Linked DNA regions of Ovis aries: region 1 is linked to region 2. The links are chromatin contacts, called in public Hi-C maps. All regions are on one chromosome and are shown on one strand. Each heading gives the region's core, a stretch centred on a gene start, on an enhancer-like site or on the middle of the called end of the contact. The rest is flanking DNA. Distances are from core to core; before and after follow the strand shown. Region 1 overlaps SH2D4B (SH2 domain containing 4B). Region 2 holds the start of SH2D4B (SH2 domain containing 4B).

Region 1 (5,657 bases), core at 2,380-4,879, 33 kb after region 2:
ACCAGAAGTGGAGGTTGTTCGGAGGAGGGTAGTGGTGGTAGTAATAAACTCCCTGTTCTCACAAAGCTTACAAGGTGCCAGGGAAGAGATAATTCTGAGCAGCCACTCAGCCCCAACTGTGACCAGAGGCACCTTAGAGGGCAGAGGTCCTTCTAGGAACCCTGCACAAACAAAGACAGAAAATGGAAAGGAGATAAATGGGGTGAGAAATGATCTGCTGGGGGAGAGAAAAAAAGGACATGATGGGTGGAGACAGACAAAAACCTGGAAAGACTGGCTGTGAAGCCCTTGAATGCTATGCTAAGGAGGTGGGCTATTTTCTGTGGACAAAGCAGACTCGCACGTATTCAGAGGGCCACGTTTGATCATGTTTTACAAGGAAACCTGGTGGTGTGATTCAAGTGATGAACATTTAGGGTGAGGGGGAGCCAATTAGGAGATCTTTGCAATGGTCAAAATAGGAAGTGACGAGGGTCTGGACAGAGTCTGGGACTATGAAGAGAAAGGGGATGGACAAAGAAACGCTGGTGGTGAAATCAACCATCAGTTAGATGTTGGTAGGTGGCGCTAGTGGTAAAGAGCCCACCTGCCAATACAGGAGACCTAAGAGGCATTACTGACTCAATGGACCTGTGTTTGAGTAGAGACCCAGAGTAGGTGACGGACAGGGAGGCCTGATGTGCTGCAGTCCATGGGGTTGCAGAGTCACACACGACTGAGGTTTGATCCCGGGGTCAGGAAGATGCCCTGGAGGAGGGCATGGCAACTCACTCCAGTTTTCTTGTCTGGGAAATCCTGTGGACAGAGGAGCCTGGCAGGAGGACAGAGGAGCCTACTGTCCGTGGAATCGCGAAGAGTTGGGCATCACTGAAGCGCCTTAGCACACGAAGGAAAGCAGGGAGCAAGGCATCTGAGCCCCAGGTGGAGGGATGGCTAGATGGCACCAGTCTCTCGCGTGGGGAGCTGGGAAGGAGGCTCATGCTTGGAGGAGACAGAATGTGCTTGAGATGGTCGTGCTGAGGTTGGTGTTACAAAAAGGACTATGCCTTCCAGAAAAAGCACGTGTCTTCGTGACATTTTCCGTTGGGGTGAGACGGACTGGGCATCTGTGGGTTCCTGCGGTGTGCTGTTACTGATGTGTTATCAGGAGAAAGAGGACTGAATCAGCTGGACAGCTCAGAGGGCTTTGGGCTTGCCAGAAAAAGGCAGTCGACTCCTAAGGTGGAAGGCGAGTGTTTGCCTATCTGCCTTTTGGCTGTATTGGCCTTTTACTGCTAACCCAAAGAAAGATGGCCTTTTCTTCAGTGATCACAGACGGGCCAAAGGATTCTGAAAGTAGCAACAGAGAGTTTTCAGGCAATTTCAGCTGTAAAGGTTGAGCATTTTTGCAAAACCAGGGTGAGGATGGTGCCATACTCTTCTATTTGTGGTGGAAAATGTCTTCTTTTATCAGTTCATTTGTGTGAAGAGCTTACCTTTGCCACAGTAAGTGACCAGTCATGTTCCTTTGGAGGTTGATGCAGGTTTTGGCTCGCTTTTAAAAGTATTTCTTTGTATCTTTCTTTACTTATTTGATCTTTAGTTATGTCATGGGAACTGTGAGTTGTGGCACATGAGATCTAATTCTCTGACCAAGGACGGAACCCAGTCCCCCTGCTTGGGAGCAGTGAGTCTTAGCCGCTGGACCACCAGGGAAGTCTGAGGTTTCTGGTGTTGTCCCATTCTCAGGAGAAATGAACTGAATGAACTGTGGAACTGCCATCCATCCATCTGTCTCTTTATTTATTTATTGGTAGTAAATCTTCCTCCATCTTTATTGAGGTGTGATTGACAAATCAAAATTGTATGAGTTTAAGGCGTACAACGTGACATTTTGATATACATATACATTACGAAATGGTGACGCAATCAAGCTGACTAACATATCCATCACCTCACCGGCTCTTTTTGTGTGATGAGAGTATTAGTTTGCTGAAACCCACGTCCATTAAGTACAGTAGTCATTTACAGTCTTCCTGCTGTACGTTAGATCTCCAGAACTTTCTCATTCTGTATAACCGAAGCTTTGTGCCTTTTCGCCACATGGCTAAAGTTTCTATAGATATATTTTTAAAAGTAGGTGGCGCATGTATGTGTATGCGGCGAAATATTATCCAGTCTTAGAAGGAAATCCTGACATTTGTGACAGCACAGATGAGCCTGGAGAACATTATGCTAAGTGAAATAAGCTAGCACAGAAGGCCAAATGCTGCATGACCTTACTTAAATGTGGAGTCTAACAGAGTTGAGCTTGTAGAAGCACGGAGTGGAATGGAAGTCGTGGAGTTGGGGTAGGAGTGGGTGGGGAGGGAAGTGGGCACTGCCGTTGACCATGCTGCTTCCTGTTGCCACAGCTGGTTGGAGTAGGAGCACTCTATTTAATTTGAGGTGGTTGGTCAAATGCCATTTATCTATGGTACGCCAGTCATAACCCTTTTCTAGGGGTGCTAAGCCTCCTTGTTATGGTAAATTGTGTCCAGTTAAAATACATATGTTGAACTCCCAACCCTAGGGTCTCAGGATGTAACTGTATTTGGACCTAAACGTCTTAATAGAGGAAATTAAGTTAAAATGAGATTTTTAGGGCAGGCCCTAAATCAGTGGCTTCCCAGGTGGCTCAGATGGTAAAGAATCTGCCTGCAGTGCAGGAGACCTGGGTTTGATCCCTGGGTTGGGAAGATCTGGAGAAGGGAATGGCAGCCCTCTCTAATATTCTTGCTTTGAGAATTCCATGGACCGAGGAGCCTGGCGGGCTACAGTCCAAGCTAAATCAATATGATTGTTGCCCTTAAAAGAAGAGGAAATTTGGACAGAGACATGCGTGAACACAGAGGAAAGACCATGTGCTGCTTATAAGCCAAGGAGAGAGGGCTCAGAAAGGAATCGACCCTGCTGACACTTTGATCTTGGACTTGTGGCCTCCAGAACTGCGAGACAATAAATGTCTGTTGTTTAAGCCTACCTGCCCCCGTCTATGGTGCTCTGTTACGGCAGCCAGGAAAACTAGTATCCTCACAAGGAAGTAAGACTGGGGGGTTGCAAGCCCTCTGGCTCTGACATGGCTCAACTGTCTGTGATTTCCCTGAGATCACTCCTGTTTGGAAGACTTCTGTGGGTGGATGATAGATCTACAGTCCCTGGTGGAAGCTCTCTTGGTTAGTGCGCTGTGTATTGAGCAATATGGTGACCACAATCCGATTAAGGATTCCTGGGGGAGGAATGGGAAACCCACTTTGTAAAGTGTGAAGTGCCGTGCCAGTGTGACGCTTCATTTTTATGCTCCTGAGATGCTAGTGACTGATGAAAGTGAAATACAACTTTAGGGTAAAATTCGTTTTTTTCTGCTTTGGAGGCAGACAGACTTTGGTTCCAGTTTTGCATCCGTCATTAACTCTCTGCTCTAGTACTTCGCATCTTGAAAACAACCAACTCACCTTCCCTTTTCTAGCTTAACCCCACAGCCCCCTCTGGCTGCTGCTTCCTGTCTCTGCTCATTTTTAACAGGAAATGTCTTGAAAGGGGTTGTCTGTGGTCACTTCCTCTCTCTCCCCCATGCTGCCTGGATGGCTGCCCGTCCGCTCCACCAGGGCTGCTGTTGACAAGAGCTCACGTCACGTGGTCCCGAGACCACGTTCTGCGGCCCCTTGGTGCTTCTCTGTCATCTCTCGTGGTGTCTCAGCAGCCTGCAGCTCGGCTCACCACCCCCTTTTCCTCTCAGCTTCTCCTACAGACATAGCCCCCTATGGGTTTTTATCTTACCCCTTGGTCTCCCTTCTCAGTCTCACTTTCTGGCTCCAACTCTTTCTCTCAACTTATAAACGGCTCAGTGCCCCAAGGCATTCTGGCTGTTTTCTCTGATCTCCTTTCTTTCTCTCATTGATAACATCAAGTCTGCGGCTGAGAAACATCACCCCCATGCAGAGGGCCTCTCACTCAACCTCTGCAGCCTGAGCTTAAGTCCCTGGGACCCTTACGTCCCAGGTTTATGCATCCCACTACCCACAGCAGGTGTCTTGGATGTCAGATGGCATCTCAGACGCATTAAAGATACAATTTTGACTTGTTTTCCTTCCAGCTGTAGTGGATAATTCCCTACTCAAACATGCCAAACCCATTTCCAATGCTGGGGCCATTGTGCCCATGGTTCCCTCTCTCTAGAAGTTTCTTCTCCCTGAGACTCACTCACCAACCCTCTTATTATTTAGGTCGCAGAGCAGCCCCTTCTGAGATGATTCTGGTCACTCTGTCTAAAGTAGCTGCCTAGACTCTATCACTTACCCTGTTTTAATTCTCTGTATACTTTATTATATAATATGGCATGTTGTATAGTATGTTATATAAATATTATATGTAATATGATATATTACATAGTATGATATATAATATAATACTTCTGATATTCTGATATATTTTTTATTTTACCGGATGAGTGTTTTTCTGTCATTGGAAGGCAAGCTCTGAGAGAGTGGGGCTAAGTGGGGCCTTTTTCACGGCTATGTCCCCAGTGCCTGGAGCAGGCAGAGTCTCCTAGGTGCTCAATAAGGATTTGGTGAATGACTGGAGAAGCCACTTAACATCTTTATTCCTTAATTGCTAACTCCTACAGAGTGGGTCATTAAGAATTTGTCTTTTTTTTAGAATTTAAAAACGTGATTGTTGAATTGGAGAAAAATTCTCAATCTGTGTCATTGCAGAAGCGACAAAATCCTTGTTTTTTTTTTTTTTTAGACGAGGGGCTCAAAACTCAATTCCCATCTTCTTTGTTTTTTCTTCTTGATCCATTAAACTATCAGTGGACTGAAAAAATTATAAGCCGCAAAAACAGAAAATAAGAGGAGGGGAGAGCAGATGAAAATAATGCCCAAAGAAATTTGGTTTCTGGAAGACAGAGGGAGAGTGATGGGAGGTTAGCGGGGCACCTGCAGGAAGGGGCTGGTGGTCCTGAATCAGCTCAGCCGAGAGACCCCACAGGCTCGAGACTTGCGGACAGCGGGTTCAGTGAAGGACGGCGCTGAGAATGAGGGACTGGTGGCACACTCCTGCGTGGAGTGGCTGGACCCTCAGTTCCCTGCTTTCACCTGTTTCTTCAGGCTACTTCATCCCTTCCTCTGCCCAGGACCTGAAAGGACACCACTGGGGCTCAGCGTATCAGGACAAGTGGAGAGAACAGGTCGGGGCAGGTCGGAATCAGGGGCAACAAGCACAGGTTTGAACTCTGAACCATGGAACCTACTGTCAGGTTGCCTGTAGGGTGTACAGAACTGGTAACATTTTTTTTTTTTTGGATGGTGTTTTTGTCTATAGCAAGTTAATAATTTGAACTACATAAACTCAGCCTATTAACTCTATTCTGGTGGCCCAATCTCAGGTGATCCTATGATAAAAATATTCTGTTGTCCAGGAACATTCATCTGCTTGCTGGGCTACCCTTCTGGAACCAGGGCTTGGCCACTGGACTTGTGAATGACTCGGTAGTTATGAATGCTGGAGCTCCATAGGGCACTTGGTTAACCCTTTGCATGGAGGAAAGGGTCAGAGAGTACTCTGAAGGGCTGAATGGAACCTGGTCTGGGTTTGGGGTATCTTACCTGAACCTACTGCTGCCCCTGCCTGTCCTG
Region 2 (5,816 bases), core at 243-2,742:
GGGAAGACCTCCTGGAGGAGGAAGTGGCAATCCACTCCAGTATTGTCAACTGGGAAATCTCATGGACAGAGGAGCCTGGTAGGCTACAGTCCACGGGGTCACAAAGAGTCGGACATGACTGAGCGTACGCGCAACCAAGGAAGGGTCGGGAATATAGACGAGCTGAAAGTTTGAGCAAAGACTTGAAGCGGGTGAAGGAGCTAGCTGGGGCCTGGGCAGAGGGAACAGCCAGTATAAGGGAGGGAGTGTGTATTTGCGGAAAGCTGAGAATGGGGGTGCTGGGTAACAGGGACTTTGGGAGGGGTGTAGCTGGGAGGAGGCAGATTCTGTAAGCCTTGGACTTCGAGTGAAACAGGAGCCACTGCAGGGTTTCAAGTAGAGGAATGATGTGATCTACATTTTAAAATGGTTTTAGATGTAAGCAGATGCCTGATAGGAAACTCTGGGCCCTTGGTCCCCACTGGCCATGCTGCTACAGTCCTCATCACCCCCCTCATAGCCTTTGGCCAGAGTCCGCTGACTTCTCCCAACCTCCTGCTCTTCTGTCTCAGAGAAATGTCTCCAAGCCCTTATGCAGCTCAGGAACCTCTGGTGACAGGAAGGATTATCCCTGCCAAGGTTCTGGCCTTCCTGCTAGGACGGTCTGGCTTTGTCAGCATGTCCCTCTTTGAGGGTGGGTGCCAGTGTGGGCAAGAGTGTGCATGTCCTGTCCTGTGTCCAGAGGCCAGTTTTCTTGGGGCACATTCCAGCACTTCTCAAATATATTTATTTCACTCATAGTTATTATATATCTTACTCACTGTATAAAGCAATACAGAATGGTCTAAAGTGGGCTTCCACCCCCTTCCAACAAGAAGGCAAGGAACCATGTGTGTCTTCTTTCATATTCTTCCTTTGTTTACACGAAAACAATCAAACATAGAATTTTAAACATGGATTGCACGATGCACAATAGTCTGAGTGTCACCTTTCCATTTTTCTGCCCTGGACATTTTCCTCGGCCAAAGCAGACATATAGACTCCATTCTTTGTGACAAGAGTCGGTGTTCCTCATTAGGCCACTCCCCACCCCACTGAGGGACATTCGGGTGGTTTCCAGTTACTTTCGTAAGAACATTGCCTACGTGCACCCTGCCCCCAGAGGGAACTGCGTTAGTATGCAAAGTTAAACACATCACATCAGCCGATGAAAAATGAAAACAAAATAAAACCAGTTGGAAGGCGGTAAAGGGCCAAGTGTAAATACCCCTGGGACTCCTCACCTGGTTCGTTTCCAGTCGCTGGGCGCTGTCTCGGCGGGAACTGCCACGGGCTCCTTTGGTCTGCGCTGCCGCCGCCTTAGCGTCCGGGCTCTGGACCGCCGTGGTGAACTAGAGCAGCGCGCCAGCGGCGGGAAGGGGTCCACCGGGGCGCAGACCCCGGGCCGTCCCGGCGCGCTTGGCCGGCGCTAGCTGCTTGCTCTCCTGTCTGGCTCTCCCACGGGCAGGCGCGCCCACTCCGACTGGCCGTCAGGGGGCGCTCCAGGCCGAGTCTAGTGGCCTCCTTCGCCCGGGGACCGCGACCGGCGGGCGGAAGCCAGGCTAGAGGTGGAGCGCGGAGCGGGGCCAGGCAACTCCCACCCGCGCGGGCCCTAGCACGTCTTTCCGGAAACCCGATCCAGCCCGCGCCCTGGCCGCGCTCCACGCTCGGCCTCCTGCCCCACTGACCTGGGATTGCCAGGGAGCTCTTTGCCCGCTGGGGCACAAAACGGGGCGCTAGCGTCGTCCTTCCCATTTGGCTACCACCCACCCGCTCTCAAACATATCACCACCACAAGGATGACACTATCACCGCTCTGGCCGGAGGACCAGACCGCATGCCGACGGCAACCGGCCCGTCCCAGCAGCCCTGTGCTGTGCCCACTCTCTGCCCTCCCTGAGTGGGGAGGAGAGAGAAGAGGGTGGGTGGCCTCCAGGACTGCAGCACTGCATGGCAGGAGCCTCTGTGTGGGGCCTCCATGGTCTGGGTCACACTGGGACAGCCCAGCCAGACCTGGGGAGGGGCAGCCTGGCCCTCATACTTCTTGTGACGCCCTGGGCATAAAGAGCACCCGCTCACACCTGGGTGCCATCACTCTGGGGTGCCTGACCCACCTTTAGTCCTCTTGGGGAGCGAAGAGGATGTGAAGGTTACCATCCCTCCCAGGCCATAGTGTCAAACTCTGTTTTCTCCTGCTCAGGCTACAAACCATCAAAATCTTCATAGTATCTGCTGCTGCTGCTGCTGCTAAGTCACTTCAGTCATGTCTGACTCTTTGCGACCCCATAGACGGCAGCCCACCAGGCTCGCCCATCCCTGGGATTCTCCAGGCAAGAACACTGGAGTGGGTTGCCATTTCCTTCTCCGATGCAGAGAAGTAAAAAGTGAAAGTGAAGTCGCTCAGTCGAGTCCGACTCTTCCAGACCCCATGGACTGCAGCCTACCAGGCTCCTCCGTCCATGGGATTTTCCAGGCAAGAGTACTGGAGTGGGGTGCCATCGCCTTCTCCGTCATAGTATCTGGTGGATGTCAAATTTGAAAATTAGATGAAGTCCCCAGATGGCAGCCTGTGGAGCGGGTAGCCAGAGGCAAGTATCTTACCTTCTCTGAACCCATTTCCTTGTCTAAATACAGGGGCAGCTGGGAGTAGCTCTGAGTGCCTTTTAGGGTGAACTTTTGATCTCAGCATGAGCAACATTACCCATCCTCATGGCCAAAGACAGGTGAGTTCCCTCCAAGCAGAAAGCAACATCCCCCCTCTGTCCAGGATGCTTCACATCAGGGCATGGCGAGGATGGAGAAAACACACTTGTATTGTTTGTGATCATGTCCAGATACTTGCAACAACAACAACAAAAAATGATCAGCAGCGACCACAATTGACCCCAGACTGAGCCAGCCCATTACAGGAGAAAGGGAGAGGATATCTGCTTCCTTCACGTCCTTGAATCCTGTGATCGAGCCCCACGGGTGTCCCTACTGATTCCATTTTGCTTTCTTCCTTAACTGCAAGCCAGAAAGAAGGGTAGATCTCTTTTCCTCCAAGGCAGAGTGTTAGAAGCTTTATCTCAGTCGGCCAATGTCCTGGAAAAGAGGTAGACTGCCAATGATGGAGCAACTAAAGCAAAAGACTGCGCAACCTAGAAGCTCCTGGCTGGCTCCTCTGGCCTGTTTGATGTTGACTCAGAAGACATGGAATTCATGGGCAAACCTGCCTCCTCCTCCTCCTCTTACCTTTGGAGGAAAGATCGGTTCCTGGTTGGCTGGGGCAGTGTCATTGATACAGCTGGTGTCATCGTTACCTTCCACTAACAGATCACTCGACACCTGCTGGGCCAGGCAGGGCCAGGCCTGGGCATTGCCTGCAGAACTGGAGGCTTTGACTCTTCCATCATCTGAGAGCCCAGGGGAGGCCACGACCCAGCCTCTTGGGGACCCAACAGAAGGACTAGACTGTTCCAGGTGCCGGATCGCCATTGCAGGTCTTGGCTGCCTCTTTCCTTCCAGCTGCCTGATCCCTGTTGTTGTCCCGAGCAGAGGAAATGAGTTCATCGTCAGCTGGGAGCTGTGGCAGAGTAACAATGCTGCATGAAGAAGGGGCTCTGGGAGTGGCTGTGGCATGAGGAGCCCCGGGTGAGGAGTGGCCTGGGGTGTCCTGCTGGCGAGTGCATCCCAGGTGGCGCCATGCTTCAGCAGATCCTGCATGACATGTACATCGACCCCGAGCTCCTCGCTGAGCTCAGTGATGTGCAGAAGCACATCCTCTTCTACAAAATGCGCGAGGAGCAGCTGAGACGCTGGAGGGAGCGTGAGGCTTGGGAGGCCCTGGCCCAGGTCGAGGGCCTCAGGCCCCCCAAGGTCAAGCGAGGTAGGTGGCTGGGAGTAACCCAAGGCCTGAGCCCTGGCCTCCTGGGAGACGGAAAAGTTGAGAATATCAGGCTGCGTTCTTTAAACTGTGTACTGATGTGATGAGGGTCAGGGGCTTGAAACCCTTGTTCTGTGAGCATCCTATCCCATTAGCCTGGGAGTCTATCTTTTATGCAGGGCTCCAAGGCTGCACAGGGGACTGCCTGGGGACCCTGACGGCATGGACAGAGGGCAGGCTGCAATGGAGACACACCGTTCCTTGCTCCCTTGCAAGTGCAGCTCAGTGGCTCCAGCACGGTGCCCCGTGGCCCTCCTCCCTGTCCTTGTGTGAGAGGATGCCTTGGGTTGTGCTGGAGCCCCACTGGGCCTCTGGACCTGCATTAACAGTGAGTAGCCCCAAAGGTAGTAGCAACTGCAGATGAGAAGCAAGGCTTCATCCCACATCTCAGGTATTACCATGCAGTGAGGTGCCAGTCACGGCTATGGAGCCTGTGAGCGAGGGCTCATCTGAAGCAGGCAGGCTGCTGAGGTGTGCGGTACTCGAGACCCTGCTGGGGAGGGCCACTGCACGTGGCTGCTGCACTTTACCATTCACAAACCCGTTCGTCTTCGCTCTCATTGGCTGCCCACAGCAGCCCTCCTCTCAGCCTCTATACTGTTGACCAGAGTGAGGTGTAGACTCGATCAATTTGTGAGTTTTCAGTCTAGGATAAGGTTCTGCCTCTCGATAGATATACAGGCCCCTCGGTGACCTGGCTCCCTCTCTTCACTCCAGGCTCACCATTAGCCCCTGCCGTGTTCTGCAGGCCACACACACCTGCACCCATCTGGCCATCTTGCTGTGGCCTCTCTCTTTACACACTCGATTCTTCTCTTGGGGAATGTTCTCCTGCCTTTATCCTCCTGACAGACTCCTGCCTCTTGCAGTCTCTCGGGGATGCTCCTGGCACAGAGAAGTCCTTGCTCCTTGGTGACTGCTTGGACCCATCCCTGCCCTAGCACTGGCCACACTGTCAGTGTCTTTGGTGTTCTGCTTGCCTGGCTTTCCCAGGAGACTCAGAGCTCCGGGAGTGAGATCATTCTCCATTCAGTCTTCCACCCTTGGGTCTGACACAGAGTTGTCACAGGGTATGAAATCCCCATTTTGAGCAAGACATGGTAGGACCCCCAGGAGGCAAAGCTATGAATTGGCTGCCTGTGGCTCGTGCCAAGGCTGGGAATGCACTGGCAGCTTCATCACTGCTGGGGAAAAAGACAGGCCACCTTCCTGCCCCACCCGCCCAGAGCCCTGGGGTCGCATGTTATCGATACTGTGACTCTTCTGGGAGGAAGACAGATGCCTAAAACTTTAACTACAAAAATATTTTTACTACTATTTGTCACACGTTGACATCTACATTTTTGTGCATAAATTATACATTAAGCTCATTTGGTTTCTGGTGCAGAAGACTCTTTTCCAGATAGTTAATTTTCTGATTTATAAAGAATGGAGACAAGGAGGAGTGTGTGTATTCCAGGTCAAGATCCCACTCAGATCTCAGCTCTTTTCTGCAGTCCCAGAGCTATCTGGGAAAACCTCCGGGAAGCCCTGGGGGCAGGCTCAGCCCCAGAGGCTGAAGAGCTTCTTAGTCTGGGTCTGGGAGCACATTGTCTGCTTCTCGTCCTGGAATCTTGAAAAAGGGTTGCAACAACCACCCCACCTGTCCGAGACCTTTAGTATTTACCATGTGTTTGCCCTCACTGAATGCCCCCATAGCCCTGTGACCCAGTCTCAGATGAGGAAGCCACAGCCCCGTCCTCCAAAGTCACCTAGCTGCTAAGAATGGAGTCGGGATGAATATCCTGCGACTTTGACCTTGGTCCAGTGACTGATGTTTTCCTATTCATTCACTCCTGAACTCAGTGCTTCAATTCAATGGATGATCTGTGCA

The links. A called contact is a pair of places that touch in the nucleus more often than the background predicts.
Region 1: a Hi-C map of blood shows a contact between it and region 2, with 2.0 times the contacts expected there. The contact joins the enhancer-like site here to the promoter of SH2D4B in region 2. A contact is called at or near these places in 8 of 16 Hi-C or Micro-C datasets (blood, mesenteric adipose tissue, retroperitoneal adipose tissue and 2 more).

The regions. Positions count from the first base shown.
Region 1 is chr25:34,990,697-34,996,353 of ARS-UI_Ramb_v3.0, forward strand. The region is part of intron 3 of SH2D4B (SH2 domain containing 4B); the gene reads left to right. Among named protein-coding and RNA genes, the nearest start is that of SH2D4B, 32 kb to the left of the region's middle. Within about 2 kb of position 3,630, at least 14 of the 54 cell types and tissues checked have an H3K27ac peak or open chromatin away from gene starts, as enhancers often do.
Region 2 is chr25:34,959,597-34,965,412 of ARS-UI_Ramb_v3.0, forward strand. SH2D4B (SH2 domain containing 4B) reads left to right here and starts at 1,493. Exons shown (of 8, transcript XM_042240921.2): 1 at 1,493-3,886. The coding sequence starts at 3,607. It overlaps LOC105605028 (a long non-coding RNA gene), which reads right to left and starts at 1,469. Exons shown (of 2, transcript XR_001024649.5): 1 at 1,263-1,469.